2 separate regions of the Mus musculus genome follow, and region 2 is linked to region 1. Evidence: chromatin contacts called from public promoter capture Hi-C data. All regions are on one chromosome and are shown on one strand. The core of a region is the stretch at or near the end of the contact, and the rest is flanking DNA. Distances in the headings are between cores, read along the strand shown.

Evidence for each region. Capture Hi-C pulls out chosen DNA fragments and counts their contacts.
Region 2: a contact with region 1 is called in a promoter capture Hi-C map of liver. The contact joins the promoter of Prg3 here to the promoter of Slc43a1 in region 1. A contact is called at or near these places in 5 of 39 promoter capture datasets (the 3T3-L1 cell line, the C10 cell line, hematopoietic stem and progenitor cells and 2 more) and 4 of 9 other capture datasets (adipose tissue, liver, macrophages and 1 more).

The regions. Positions count from the first base shown.
Region 1 is chr2:84,839,260-84,841,959 of GRCm38.p6, forward strand. It overlaps Slc43a1 (solute carrier family 43, member 1), which reads left to right and starts at 1,367. Exons shown (of 14, transcript NM_001083809.1): 1 at 1,367-1,746. The coding sequence starts at 1,515. D930003E18Rik (RIKEN cDNA D930003E18 gene) reads right to left here and starts at 949. Exons shown (of 2, transcript NR_165656.1): 1 at 489-949; 2 at 1-394.
Region 2 is chr2:84,986,773-84,989,472 of GRCm38.p6, forward strand. It overlaps Prg3 (proteoglycan 3), which reads left to right and starts at 1,443. Exons shown (of 6, transcript NM_016914.2): 1 at 1,443-1,529; 2 at 1,887-2,020; 3 at 2,453-2,700. The coding sequence starts at 1,960. The region is part of intron 1 of Gm39868 (a long non-coding RNA gene); the gene reads right to left.

The DNA.
Region 1 (2,700 bases), core at 117-2,616:
CGGGCGCACTGGGTAAGAAAAGTATCTGGGGACCAACAGGCGAGTCACGTGTGCATGAAACTCGACCTAAGGGGTGGGGAAGGACGGGAACCCCCGCCCCCACCTTGGGGCGCTGCTCCCAACGCCTGTAAATACAGCTATCAACTCCGCAGATCGCGTAGTCCATGCCCTGGCTTCCCGGCTTCACCTATCTGTGGCGCCAGGACGGTTCCCAGATCCACTGCTTCTTTCGAGGGCGCAGACGAGGTGAGACCGGCGGTTCCGAGGCCCGCTGGGTCTGGCACGCAGGGAAGACACCCCGCGTGGATGCGATTTGGAATTGGGATCCTGGGTCTCAGGAGATCCGGAGTGTGGAAGCGCCGGGGAGACTCTGTGTTACTCCGGGTGTCAACAGCTGCGGGAGGCAAGTTTGTCGGGGACAGGTGAGCAGCTAGCGCAGCTCAAAGTCACCCAGCCACACTTGCAGGTCCCTGTGAAGCGTCCGTTACCTGAGTCTCTGGGCACATTGTTCCCTCTGTCCGACCCCTTCATTCTCCCCTTCTTCTCTTCCACTCTGTTTAGAACCACGGTTGTCATTATAGGATGGGACCTCGGGGATCCCTGATTCAAAAGCCCCGTTTCACAGATGAGGGGCTGGGCCACCCCCTAGAGAAGGGTCTCTTTCTCTTCGTCTTTCTTGTTTGCTCTTCCCCTGATCATTTCCTCTAGGCTCGCCCGGGTCTTGCTTCGGGTCCCCGGGTCAGATCGCCTCCCTTGTTGGCGGTGGCTACCGCGGCCCTGGAGGGCTCGGGTTTCTTCGTTCCCTCTGGTAAACACACCCGCCCGCCGGCCACCCCATCTGCCTCCTTATAAAGTATGTCCTTATAAAGTCTGCAGGCACCGGACTTCCTGCCGGAGCCCAAGCCCCCTCCCAGGGACAGAGGGGCTGGCGCGTTCCCAGGCGCGCGGCGGAATGAGGGGCGCGCGGAGGCGCCACGGGGCCCGCCCAGGGTCTCCCTCCACGTGGCAGCCGTGGGATTGGCCCAGGAGACAGGACGAGCGCCGCCGGCTGTGTCAGGCGGGAGGAAGTTTTCTACCCGGGCTCTGGAGAGGAGGAGTAGAATGAAAGGCGTAACTAGAATAGAGGGTCTCGGGGTAGCCCCAGACTTCCCTTTCCGCCTCCTGCTCGCTTCTGAGAATCCGATCTGGTGCCTAGAGGCTGGCTAGCTGTGGGCCAGAGGTGGCTACAGAGCACGGTGTGCCCCTTGGTGACTTTGAGAGACTTTGGGAACTTGGGGGGTTGTCTCCTGGAGCGGGATCGGGGCGCCCTGGCTCGGGTAGGCAAGCCCGGCAGCGCGCCAGGAAGTTGCTTCGCTCAGACCAGACCTTTCTGGTTCCTGATAGCGCCCTGCGGGCCAGTGGCGCGTTCGCTCCTGGCACTGCCAGAGCGCGCGGAGCCAGCTCCGCAGCACCGGGCTCTATGGGGCCTCCATGAAGGCTCCATCTCTTTGGCTCCAGGGGTCTCAGGAGCCACCATGATGGAGTACCCTTCCCAAGGGCCGCTAGGAAGCCCTTCTCTGAGCGCTCTGTTTCTCTGCAGAGTCTCGGCCACCATGGCTCCCACGCTGAAGCAGGCGTACCGCAGGCGCTGGTGGATGGCTTGCACCGCTGTGGTGGAGAACCTCTTCTTCTCCGCGGTGCTCCTGGGCTGGGCCTCCCTGCTGATCATGCTCAAGAAGGAAGGCTTCTATTCCAGCCTGTGCCCAGGTATATCTGAGAAGGGTGTGGGGGTGGGAGGTGAAGACCGCGAGGGACGGTAGAAGGAGGAGGCAGGAAGTTGGAAAACAAGGACAGGTGGTCAGGCAGAGACAAAGCGACAAAGCAGGGCTGCCCAAGACCGGAACACTGGGCAGCTAGGAATTGGACAGCCTCACTTCATGATCTCTTCAAACTTCAGGTGCCACTCTGTCAGGATTCTCTGATTCAGTGATGAGTGAAAGCCAAAGTCCCACTAGGCATACATATCCTGAGACTGATTGCCTATGACAACCTTCTGTCTAGAGTAGTCCGTAGACTCTTAGAAGTTCTGCACCTACCTGGATAAGGAATGCTCAAGTTAAACAGGTCTTTTGTGTGTGTGTGCTAGCAAGCATTGAACTACATCACCAATACACAGAGAGTTCTTAATGAGATCAAACAGAAGTACACAAACTGGAGAATGGACGTGAAGGACCTATACTCTTGGTCTTTTCAGGACCTTGGAGTTCCCAGGTCTACAAATCATCCCTTTTGTACAAAGTTAAAAGCCTTATTTCCTCTAGAATGGATATTTGTGGAGCGTTTGTTTCTGTTTTCCACACCAATCACCTTGGTCTTGTGTAAAGTGACCCGGACCTGGAGTGGGAATTCTAAACTCTTTGAGAATAGTTAGTGCAGCCAGAGGCTGCCTGTCTGCATCTGTCCGTCAGGGAGGGAGCGCCTCACTTAGTGACTGGGACTTGGTGGATATTTTTCTTTTCTGGAAAGGAGAGTGTTGTGCTCAGTGAAGGGGCTGTGTGGTGTGCAGTTTGATGTCTCTCCTGTCTCTTTCCCCACATCCTTGTTGTGGAAAGAAGGCCAACAGGGATTGGAATCCCGGCTTCCATCTCATTTAACCAGTGAGTTCCTTGCAAATTGAGTGTCCATTACCTAGAAACAATAGTAACATCAGTTCCCTGGATG
Region 2 (2,700 bases), core at 193-2,692, 150 kb after region 1:
GGCAGGGAGGGCAAGGTGGTTCACAGATTGACTGGAAGATTTAGTGTGAGGTTTTCATCCCAGATCCTATGTCTTTGCCAGCCCTGGAGGTGTGTCTAGAGGTTGGATGAAGTGATATAGTCTAGGCCATAGTCTAGTCTATGGTCTCTAAATGATCCAGAGAAGAATATTCTGTGGAAGTAGTTGTGATTCTCTCTCTCTCTCTCTCTCTCTCTCTCTCTCTCTCTCTCTCTGTGTGTGTGTGTGTGTGCGCGCGCGTGTGTGTGAACATCAGACATCTAGTAGATATGGACAAACAGTGCTATTAAACTTTAGATAATGCATAGGGCAGCTCCCACAACTAATATATGGTCCTAAATATTAAGAGAGAGAGAGAGAGAGAGAGAGAGAGAGAGAGAGAGAGAGAGAGAGAGAGAGAGAGAATGTTTAAGACTTAGAAATCCCTGCTTCCTGACTTCTTATGAATCAATCTTAGGATTTTTATTGCCGTGACAGAACACCACAATCAAAAGCAACTTGGAGTGGAATGGCTTATTTCACCTACACTTCCATAAAACTGTTCATCATTGAAAGCCATTAAGGCAAGAACTCAAACAGGGCAGGAACATGGAGGCAGGATGCAGAGGCCATGGAGAGGAGTTGCTTACTGGCTTTCTCACCATCGATTGCTCAGCCAGCTTTCTTATAGAACCCATGACCACCAGCCCAGGGATGGAACCATCCACAGTGAGCTATGCCCTCCATATCAATCACTACTTAAGAAAATGCTTTGTAATTTTGCCTTCAGCCTGATCTTACAGAGACTTTTGTTTTTTCAGTTGAAGTTCTCTCCTTTCGGATGACTCTCACTTTCGTCAGGTTGACATAGAAACTAGCCAGGACATCAGGTGAGCTTGGTGATCTTTCCTCTGAATCCTATTGTTTCCATCTGTGAAGCAGGAAAATCCTATAGTGTCAGTGGGAATAGGTGAAGGCAGGGATCAGGAGCATGCTGCTTATGACGCCCCTCATATGGATGCTCAGGCTCGCCTCCCCTCTCCGTCCTTCCCTTTATAGTTCCTAGCTGCTCCCTGAGTTCTGCATATCACGTCCTAGAATGACTTTGGAAGGGTGCTTCCAAATTAACGGATATCTTTCAGGCTGGCCACTTTAGAAACACTAATACTAATTTCCTCTGGTTGGTAGGCTTGGTGTTACACATGCCTCTGAAATAAACTGGTGGACATGGGTTTCCATTTAGGGCCACAGGTCCCTGAAAGCAGGGCTCTGTCATGTGAGCAGAAAGCAGGATCTGGGGTGAAAAAAACTGAAACTTTTTTTTATCAGTTCTATTATCCTCAAGCTCAGCCTGGGGCAATCACCCTGGCCCCTTCCTACTTCCCCAAAAACACAGTATAAGAGCTGATTGTGGGGCAGTAACCACAGCCACTGAGCGTGGAGGTCACAGACCCTTGGGTAGTGAGTGCTGTGCTCACACATAGCACAGACCAGGATCCCAACTGGAGGGCCTGTTTTTAGGATCAGCATAGGTAACTGTCTTTGCTTCTTCTTTCCCCACATAAATGAAGTCAGCTCTGGCTTGGAGCTGACCTGTCCCTGCAGGTCTAGAACTTGGGTAAAATGTGGTCCTAGGGAACAGCCAGGAAGATCTTAGGAGAAGTTTGAAGTTCAGTTGCCCATCTTGCCCACCCCTGATGCCTGTTTCAGACTCTGGCTCAGGGTCTGTCTTTAGAAGAGGAGGAGGAGGAGGAGGAGGAGGAGGAGGAGGAGGAGGAGGAGAGGAGGAGGAGGGGGAGGAGGAGGAAAAGGAAGAGGAAGAAGAGGAGGAGGCAGCAGTAGCCCTCCCTTTTATCAGGTAATTAAACAAGTATCATGCCATGTGCCAGAAGCTGCGTTGGACACAAAAGGACAGCTGTGAGGACGAAGGTGGAATTGTCTCTACTACAGGATCAAGTAGACATGAAACAGCCCCTGATCCTGTCCTTTCTCCTGCTGGGGATGGTTTCTGCTTTTCATCTGGGTAAGTCTTTCCCTTTTATTCTCACATGTCTCTTCCTTCTTTTTCCTCTGTCCCACTCTCTTGGTCATTGTTGTTATCATAGAGCCAGGGTCACAGTATGCTCTTTTCAGGTTGCTCACACATCTTTAGTTTAGATATCTCTCAGACTCAGAACTAAACAAAAACAAAAGATCTAAATATTAAGATGAAGGGCCAGTTGAAGCTCCTCACACAAGGTCTTCCCATCCATATACATACCTGTCGTGTCAGTCAGAGTTCAGGCTATGAGTTTGGATTAAGACATCTCTCTTTACCCAACCTAGAAAAGGAGTTCCTTCCTATTGTGTGACCCCAAATTGGAACCTAGGAAAGCTCAAGTGGACGGTTGGAGCTGTCTGAGGTTCTGCAGGAAGAGAGCCTCGCAAGTGATGGCAGGTTATCTCTTCTTCCTAGAGACTGCTCATCTGGAGAATCCCAAGAGAGAGGAAAGCCTGAAGCAGGAAGCAGATGGTTCGAGGGAGCAAGGGAGAGAGTTGGCTCTGACTCAAGAGACAAAGCAGACAGAGGGAGAGGAGGTTGAGGGTTCCCAACACCAAGACATTTTTGAGGATGAGGAGGCAATGGAGTCAGATCCAGATGCCTTAAATAAGGACTCTGCTTGCCCCAAGGAAGAGGACACAACTCATTTTCAGGGAACTCCT